2 separate regions of the Danio rerio genome follow, and region 1 is linked to region 2. A link is a contact called in public Micro-C data. All regions are on one chromosome and are shown on one strand. The core of a region is the stretch at or near the end of the contact, and the rest is flanking DNA. Distances in the headings are between cores, read along the strand shown.

Region 1 (5,301 bases), core at 1,612-4,111, 140 kb after region 2:
GCCCACTGTCACTCTCTTCTTCATCATCATCATCATCATCATCATCATCCTCTTCAACACCAGATTCCACATCCTCATCTGTAAAACCCATAGAGGTGTTATTAGAGGTGTAGAAGACGCACCAAACACGAAAGAAAACGCCCCGGAGTTTGACGTCATCCTCCTGTGACACTTTCACTATCCCGCATTCAGAAATGATTCCTCACAGCAAACCTAAACAATCTGTAGCGACAATTTCACACACGGCGTGTCTCAATGATAAAACCAAGAAGAAAAAAACAGTTTCGACGTTTCCCTGCAGTCACTGAATTGTTGCATGGATTGCGTCATCAGATTCTGCGCTCCTATTGGTTCTTGGATTGACGCTCATTGTAGCTGTTGACAATGCAGGAAAGTGTCTTTAATCTTCTGACACTGCCAGAACTTCATCTGAGGAAAAATCTGATCGCAACGGGCACTCAGAGGCTGTCAGTGAACATGTCAAACCAACGATCAAAGATCACCGATTTTAGCCCAGGATTTCAGAAATCTTTTAAGATTTCCCAAATTTGTCTCAGATGACAAAATCCTTGCTGAAATCTCACAGTGTGAGCACGACTTAAGCCAAGACAGTCCCCAATAAAGAAAAATTAATCGATTTGCAATGAATATTGGGCCAATAGGAAAAGCTTACCTTCTTCATATACTCTCACTCCCTTTTTAGTTTTCTTTGCTTCTTTATTCCTCTGGATTTTCTGCTCTTCTTCTTGTTCAGATTCATCGCTCTCCCCCTCCTCCTCCTCATAATCATCATCATCCTCCTCAACTTCAGCTTCCTTGTCAGCCTCGAAGCCTCTTTTCTCTTTCTGTTCTTCCTCAGTTTTTTCTTCATCTTCATCATCATCATCATCATCAGACTGTTCGGAGTCAGAGAGCTTGTAGAAGCGCTTCAGGTCCTCAGTGGAGGTGTGTTTGACGGGTCGACCGCGTTTGTCCACCGTATACTTCAGTTTGAAGCGCTCATCGTGAAACATGGACTGGAAGCGCTTGTCGATCTTGATTTTGCGCTCTTTGTTGGGCATCTCCCAGAAACGAGGGTCCTTCTTGACCTTAGAGAAGCGATCATCGCCGCTTGCAGTGTTTTTGGAGGTCATGATGCCAAACTGGAAGCAGAAACCTGTGGAAAAAACAAAACAGAAAAAGTTTATTTTAGGTGCAAGAAGAAACACGACTTTCAGGCACCATTGGAATGTGTCATGTGTTTTATTATATGTATTTATTTTGTTTTATTCATTTTCCTTCAGCTTAGTCTCTATTTTAGAGGTCGCCACAGCGGAATGAACCTCCAACTATTCCAGCATATGTTTTATGCAGCGGATGCCCTTCCAGCCGCAACACAGTATTGGGAAACACCCCATAGGCGGAGCGTGTGTAAGACTTGGGAAGGCTTAGCTTACTTTTATTATTATTATGTACATTACAGGTCAGGTTATTATTATGTACATTTGGGGTCAGTTGATTTTAAATGTTTTGAAATAAGCTTCTCCTGCTCACCAAAGCTGCATTTATTTAATCAAAAACACAGTACAAATTGTAAAATTGTGAAATGTTATTGCACTATAAAATTACTGTTAAAAAAAGTTTATCATTTCATTTAATCATTTATTTCAGTGATTTTAATAATGAATTTTCAGCTTCATTCCTCCAGTCACACTCTAATATTAATTATTATTATTATTAGTAGTAGTAGTAGTAATAGTAATAAAAGCAACAAGGAGTAATAACTTCATTTGAAACTACATAAAGTGAGTAATAAATATTTAATAAATAAGTATTTAACAATTTAACCATTTTTCTTCATATTTAATTAATGCCGCCTCGATAAACAGAATAATTTTAATAAAAATGTGAAATAAAATGATTAGTTAATAAAAATAAACTGAACCCAAACTTTTGACCGGTAGTGTAGATCAGTGGGTGAGTTTAATAATATAGTTCTCTCTTCTTTATCAGTCACAAATCTTTTTAAATGCATTAAAGAGCAGAGCATATATATTAGGCCTACCCTGGAGTTTGTTTCCCCTCCGCCTATGAAACACCCATAAACTCTCATTTAACATAATAGTTTAATTTGTAAATAAAGACAAGTTACATTGTCAATCAAACTTTATTTTAATCAAATGTTGACATTTTTTGTTGTCGTTTGAAACATTAAACAACTTGCTTTGCATTTATTTTGCAAATTTAATGTGATGCAGACATGAAAATGAGAAGTTTTGCATTTGATTTCATAATAAACACAAACACACTACACAAATGCAATGAAGCTATTATAATGCAAACTAATTATGGAGACAAAAAAGTGGTTCAACTTCTTTTTAAAGAATAAAAAAGTTAAATAACACAACGAATCAGCCTAAAATCAACTTTCAGATAAGCAAACAAACAAATAAATTCTGTAGATTATTTTTTTAAAAGTTTTTCCCCACAAAGGCTCTCTCAATAACAGAGCATATAGTCAATTGATACTTAATATTGCTATATATATATATATATATATATATATATATATATATATATATATATAATGTTTTATGTTAATTGACAGAATGTGTTTTCTTTCCTCTTATTTCCACCGCACACATCTGCACTGAATTGCTTCATTGACAAGTAAATAAAACAATGAACGTTTCGCTACGTGTTCACTAATGTATCACAGTATTGCTATTAATGAAACACGCTCAAACATTCAGTCATAACTGACTGCACGACAAATAAAAGACTTATTTAAAGGCCAGCACTGACCTGCTGAGTTTTCGTGCGATATTACAGCTCCGAGCTTAGCCACACACGTGTTTACCCGTGATGCTTCACTCTTTCCGTGACCACGTTTGAAGCTCCGCCCTTACTTGACTACGGCGAGACATAAAGCTCAAAACACACCGGACGACGACGGACATAACAAATCTGTGGGACGATTGTACATTTACATTGATTCATTTTCTTTTCGGCTTAGTCCCTTTATTAATCAGGGGTCACCACAGCGGAATGAACCGCCGAATGTATATTTGTATTAAATTTAATTAAATACAGATTAATTAAGTTCTAAACTGATGTCAGTTTAAACCTTAATTAATCTAAAAATGTTAAAAAAAAAAAAAAATCTAACATAAAACCAAAATTGTTCAACATTACTAGAACATTTGATGAAAATAAAATAAAAATACTCTACAATATTACTTCAAAAATTTATCAAAACCTATTAAACCTATAACAATTAAAAAGTTCTTTTTTATATATATGTAGTTTCATAAAAAAAATTAATAACCGAAATAAAAGTGTGAAAATGTAATCATATTTTACTTTAGCTATAGTTCAATATTAAACTGATGTACAGTATTACCTTTTAAAAACTAAAAGAAACACAAAAATAAATTCACCAAATATCAGCATTACAATCATTTACTAGTTAAAATGAAATGGAAAATATAAGATAATATTAAAGTATAATGGTATATTTTTCTTTACTTATATAGGATTAGGCTATATTAAAGTATAATGGTATATTTTTGTTTACTTAAATAGGATTATATTAAAATATAATGGTATATTATATTTTTATTGACTTATATACCATTATATTACAGAATTTAAAATATATATATATTTTAAATAATCAATTAATTAATCAAAAATGTCCATAAATTGACTTAAAACGTTACTTAAAATTAACTTTAACTGTTATAAAATGTAAAGTGTTAAAACACACACACGCACACATTTTTTACAGTTTGTACTTATTTTTATTTAATGTAAATTACAGTTTCAATTTTTTATTACAGTTTTTAATTTAACATACATCGTTATACAGTACTATATAAACATAAATTCCTGCAAATTATCAAAAATCTAAAATCATACACTGAAAATATCCTAAAGTTTACTATAATAACGCTGACCTGGTGCTTTTACTGTATTTAGACACTTTTGCAGTTGTAAAATGGACGCTGTTTTCTATAGCACTTTACCTAATATAATAAATCTAATCTAATCTAATCTAATCTAATCTAATCTAATATAATATAATATAATATAATATAATATAATATAATATTATATAATAATATAATATAATAAACCTATTTTTCACTGACTCCGATCCGTGTTCCAGTGTTCTGGTTGGTTTGATCCACTCCATATTTTACCTCAGACCTCTTGCTGTTGTCTGACGCAGAACTGAAAGCTCTGCACTCACAATCACGCCAAAAAAATGTGTTCAAAACAGTTGTGTTTTAGTCTAGTTACATGTTAAAATGTACTAATAAATAAATCAGGAATGATGAACGTGTCCGTGAAGAGTCTCCGCGGTGTGAGCAGAACATGGCGGAGTTTTTCCTCCAGGCAGGGAATGAATGTGTTTGACAGGAGCATGAAGCGCAGGCAGAAGGATTGGGCTTCATCTTTACTGGACAGCAGCAAATACGATTACCTTCGAGAAGAGGTCAGATAATGTGCACAATGTTTGTTTAATATTAGAGCAAAAAGGGTTGTGTGTGTGTGAACTTGTGTTTTTGTTGTGTTTGCAGGTGGGCAGCAGAGTGGCGGACAGAGTTTACGATGTCGCAAGGTCACTATGCTTAACATGCTAATATAAAATTAATAATTCTGGCAAATATTCAATTATGGTATTTGTTTTACTTCGTGTCATCATGACTTAATTTAGTTTTGCGAGATAGAAAAGGAGATATCTAGCAGAATGTCTAGTCTGCACTGTCCTATAAAGGCAGCACGCTTTTAAAGTCAGCGTGAAATCAAAATTAATAATCTTAATTTTGCTAGCTCAAATTGTTATTCTTAAAGTGAATAATTAACCAGTGAAAGTTATGGCACCGGGAAAATCAGTTTGTTTTGGTAATCTTCAATGAAAGTCTGACCATTTGCTTTCGCTAGCTGGCAGTATGTATTTGTGTTCCTGTGTCGTGTTTCTTCATGGTTGTTTAGTTTTTTCTAAACTATCTTAATGTACAAGTAGCTGAAACTTGCTCATTCAAAGGTGGAAGCCAGTCGATGTGCAAAAACTTTAATCGTCAAGTACACAAAAAAAAGTTTCCATCTGGAGCTCCTTCACGGGACTCCACACTTTTAAACACTCGCTCCAATGGGCTTGCTGCTTTTAGCACCGCCCACACTCGTCACCAATCACAGAGCTTGCTCGACCATGGCTCTACACGTCGTTGCAACCTGTAGTTACATTTTTTGACTGAGAGGTGTGCGTCAGCGAGGGCTATGCGACCGCGCGAAAGCTGTGCCATCGAATACACA
Region 2 (4,835 bases), core at 459-2,958:
TGTGCATGTGTGTGAATGAGAGAGAGTGTGTGTTGCTGTGCCTATCTGGCTTAGTGCTGTCTGTGTCTGTGTCTGTGTGTGTGTGTGTGTGTGTGTGTGTGTGTGTGTGTGTGTGTGTTTGTGAATGAGAGAGTTGGGTTTGTGCATGTATACATACAGCTTTTTACAGGCTGTCTAGACTCTGTATCATCTAGCTGGATGGTTTTTGCTCCTGCTTTCTGTATGTGTGTGCGTTATATATACACACACACACACACACACACACACACACACACACACACACACACACATACACACACACACACACACACACACACACACACACACACACACACACACACACACACACACAGTTAAAGTCATAATTTAGCCCCCCTAAATTATTAGCTCCCTTGTTCATTTTTCCCCAATTTCTGTTTAACAGAGAGATTTTTTTCAACACATTTCTACACATAATAGTTTGGCTCTAGGCAGGCAGGTTAGGGTAATTAGGCAAATTATTGTATAACGATGGTTTGTTCTGTAGACTATTGGAAAAAGAAAATTGCTTAAAGGGGCTAATAATTTTGACCCTAAAATTGTTTAAAAAATTAAAAACTGCGCTTATTTTAGCTGAAATAAAACATATAAGACTTTCTCCGGAAGAAAAAAATATTATCAGACATCCTGTGAAAATAAAAATGTAAAATCTATTAAACACTATTTGGGAAATATTTAAGGGGGGGGGTAATAATTCTCACTTCAAGTATACACACACACACACACACACACACACACACACACACAGAGAATATTCATTATAACTAGCTAACGTTACACCACTGTAAAACTTGTAATTTTTGTAGGTTTTTTTTAAGGATAGGATCAACTTTATTTGTCCCGGAGAGGAAATAAAAAAGGAGACAATAAAAAAAAATAAACAAAACAATTAAGAACATACATCGTTTATAAAATAAGACCATATATAACTGTGAAATATATAATGCACAGAACACAGTCAGGTGCTAATGTACTGCAGGTGCTTTGTTCTTGGCAGAGTTCAACAGTTTTGTCGAGGTAAGAACAAACGCAAGCTTCAATCTATTGGTTTTACACATTCTCGGTCTTTTTCCTGACGGTAACATCTGATATTCACTGAAAAGAGGAAGTTTGGAATCAGCACTAATATTTATTGTTCTTCTCATGACCGCCTGTTCATATAGAGTCTGTATGGGCTCGTGTTGTTTAATTTCTATGATTTTCATGGCTGTTTTTTGAAAATGAACCAATTTATTTTTCAATTGAATCGCCAGATTTCCAAACCAGACTGTGATTCCAAAGCAAATACGACTTTCAAGCTCGGTAAAAAACAACAAGCAAAAATTGCTACCCACTCCATACCATCTCAGCCTTCTTAAAAAAAAATAAAGCATCTGTTGTAGTTGTGAGCACAAACTTTTTAAGATATGCTGAAGATTGTAATATTTTTCATGATATGTCAGAAGTGTCTTTTCTACATGTGACATAACATTATCCAATTTAGATGGAGGATTATTGTAAAACGGCGTCGTTTATTAGTTTGACAATTGCAGTAGTAAATAGACCAGGTTAAAAATAACGTATCTGTTTGGTTATAAAGCGTGTGGTGCATCTGGCATAACTTTACATGTGATTATTTCACTCACCTTCAGCTTTTAGTTTTCACTCACGCCGCCACCATTTTGGGTCCTGACGAAGGAGATAGGTTGCCGCCAATTGTCCTGACTAAAAATAATACTAGCAACATTTCTCATGGAATATGGATATTTTAATACAACAAACGAACTAAAATTTTGTTTTGATTATGGATGTAAAATATAATTATTTGACTCTATTTAAGGGATAGCTCACGCAAAAATAAAAAGGTACTCCATTTAATCGCCCTTCAAACTTTCTTCATTCTTTTAAACATATTTTTTTGACGAAAGCTGAAAAACAAATGACTTTTATAGCAGGAAAAACAAATATGAATGTGGATTGTTACACGTTTCCAGGTTTCTTTAGAAATATCTTCTTTTGTGTTCAACAAAATAAAATAAGTCTAACAGTTTTGGAAGTGAAGGGTAAGTAAATAATGACCAAAACAAAATCAGTTTTTGGCGAACGATCCCTTTAAAATCCCTTGTAAATAGTTACTTCAGGACTAATTGAATCAAATATTTATATTTTTGCAAGTGTATATATGTTAATATTTGACAATATCATATTTAAAAAGGAGGTTCATTACGCTGTGGCGACCCCTGATAAATGAAGGACTAAGCCGAAGAAAAATTAAAGATTTAAAATTATATACATGTAATAAAAAGCAGGAAACGTTTTCATTGGTTAACGTTTCAAGCGGCGTGATATTATTGGTTCATCAAAATATCAATCAAGGAGGCGGGATTTAGTGTAAAGAGGAAAGTGTTACGCCTATGACAGACCAGTAGAGGGAGCTACTCACTTACGCAATAAAAAAAATTATACTGACAGGATTTCGTTTTTACTGTGTTGAGACGTTTGTATTATAGTCTGCAACTATCTTTTATAATGACCGGAATGTGAAACATCTGGGTCTTATCTGTTTAAAGGCACTAACGACAGGGTGTGGAGCTTTTGGAGGACTTGATACTCTAACATTAAAAGCAAGATTATTCCTCAGACTTCGGATAGAGAGAGTGAAGGAGATAAACTATTATAGAGTGCAAATGAAACAAATGATTACATCCAAATGAAATATTTAACCCCAAAATACGTTCTAATAACGTTTTTCTAACGTTCTCTTTATGTTAAATTCAGAGAGCATTCATCATCAACTGGGATGCAAGAGCAAAATTATAAACAAATGTTCTTTAAAAGTTAATAAAATGTTTTTTCAATGTAATTAACATTTTACAGGTGAAATTAAAATACAGTTTTTAGATGTTAATATTAGTATGTTAGTTTAAGGATATATAAAAGTCAGTGTGCTCTAAAACCCTGCTGAAAAAACTGCTAAGACCAGCCAGCCTGACCAGCTAAAACCACCAATGACCAGCCAGCCTGACGTGCTAAAACCACCTAAGACCAGCCAGCCTGACCAGCTAATGTAACCCCACCGGTCCTACACCACCCAGCCCCTCCGAGCTGGTATCGAACTGGCAACTTTCCGCATGGGAGTCGGTTGCTCTACCAAGGATGCTAGCCTCACCAGGTTTACCTGCACATCGCTTACTAGCTGGCCTCTGTTACTCTAAGACAAGCCTGACCAACTAAGACTAGGAGCAGCCAGCCTGACCAGCTAAAACCAGCTAAGACCAGCTAAAAAGTCGCCAAAACCCCTCTAAAATCAGCCTGACCTGCTAAAATCAGCTAAGACCAACTAAGACCAGCTTAAGTGTCCAAAACCCCTCTAAACCTAGCCTGACCAGCTAAGACCAGTTAAAACCAGCTTGACCAGCTAAGACTAACCTGAGCAACTATAGTTAAAGCTATCTTTTTCAGTAGGGAACAGTGACCAAATTCTCGTTTAGAAGATTTAACCTGATATGAACATTCAAAGCTTGCAGCTTGTCACTGAATGGGCTCTATGCACAGCTAGTTGCTTTTCAGCCAATGATAAACTTGTGGTGAAAGCTTAATGTGACCATTTTGAAATTTATAAGCTTCCTTCTACAGCATCGATGTTGTAATTTAATTACAATACATTTAGTTAAATAGACTTAGGCATTCATTTAGTTGTTCAAGCGTAAACAAGATGAAAGACAGTGTAACTGCTAATGTAACCCCGCCGGTCCTACACCGCCCAACCCGCTCCGAGCTGGGATCGATCCGGAGACCTTCCGCATGGGAGTCGGTTGCTCTAACAAGGAGGCTAAAAACCATAGCCTCTAGCATCTGTCGCTAGAGCATCTCTAGAGGTCAGAGGAGTGACGTTTACCTGCACAGCATGTACTAGCTGGCCTCCGTTACACTCACCCCCTAAACCTCACTCCCATCCGGGTCACGGCACCAATGTAGCCCCGCCGGTCCTACACCGCCCAACCCGCTCCGAGCTGGGATCGAACCGGCAACCTTCCGCATGGGAGTCGGTTGCTCTAACAAGGAGGCTAAAGAACGTGGCCTCTAGCATCTGTCGCTAGAGCATCTCTAGAGGTCAGAGGAGCGAGGTTTACCTGCACAGCACAAACTAGCTGGCCTCCGCTACACTAACACCGTCAGGATCAGAAGGCGAGCGCAGAAACGTCATTGAAAATACTGGAGTAAAATAAACTCATATTTTAAAGACATTTTAGGGGGAAATGGAATTTAATGAAGTGTCTTTTGTTCGGTCTGAGACTCACTCTATGTTGTATATCTATCAGGCAGTGAAGATCACAGATTTTTAAAGAAATCTGACTTAAAACAAGGCAATTTTATAATGGATAGACAGTTCAACACAATCGCTGAGGCTGGCCTCCTTCAAATTAAAAGTCCGTGTGCATATATACGATTCGCCTAAATTGATCAACGATTTTTTTAACGTCATCTTATACTTCAGTCTGTCAGCAAATCTTCTGACCAAACTCACTTCAAATACTCTTCATTGAAATTATTTGTAAAATACTATGTACAGAGACATCTTGAATGAAAACCTGCTTCAGAGTGCTCTTGACCTCAGACTAGGGCGACGGTTCATCTTCCAGCAGGACAACGACCCAAAGCACACTGCCAAAATATCAATGGAGTGGCTTCATAACAACTCGGTGAATGTCCTTGAGTGGCCCAGCGAGCGCCCAGACCTAAATCCTATTGAACATCTCTGGAGAGATCTGAAAAAGGCTGTACAACGTCGCTTCCCATCCGACCTAATAAAGCTT

The links. Hi-C and Micro-C count contacts between places; a contact is called where the count stands out from the background.
Region 1: a contact with region 2 is called in a Micro-C map of caudal fin, with 4 times the contacts expected there. The contact joins the promoter of esf1 here to the promoter of LOC108190350 in region 2. A contact is called at or near these places in 2 of 18 Hi-C or Micro-C datasets (caudal fin and embryo) and 1 of 4 datasets of contacts at active chromatin or transcription factors (caudal fin).

Annotation. Positions count from the first base shown.
Region 1 is chr1:54,536,989-54,542,289 of GRCz12tu, forward strand. It overlaps esf1 (ESF1, nucleolar pre-rRNA processing protein, homolog (S. cerevisiae)), which reads right to left and starts at 2,862. Exons shown (of 14, transcript NM_199745.2): 1 at 2,785-2,862; 2 at 674-1,156; 3 at 1-78. The coding sequence starts at 1,133. It overlaps ndufaf5 (NADH:ubiquinone oxidoreductase complex assembly factor 5), which reads left to right and starts at 4,203. Exons shown (of 11, transcript NM_001082894.2): 1 at 4,203-4,480; 2 at 4,566-4,606. The coding sequence starts at 4,319.
Region 2 is chr1:54,400,425-54,405,259 of GRCz12tu, forward strand. It overlaps LOC108190350, which reads right to left and starts at 1,709. Exons shown (of 3, transcript XM_068221751.1): 1 at 1,665-1,709.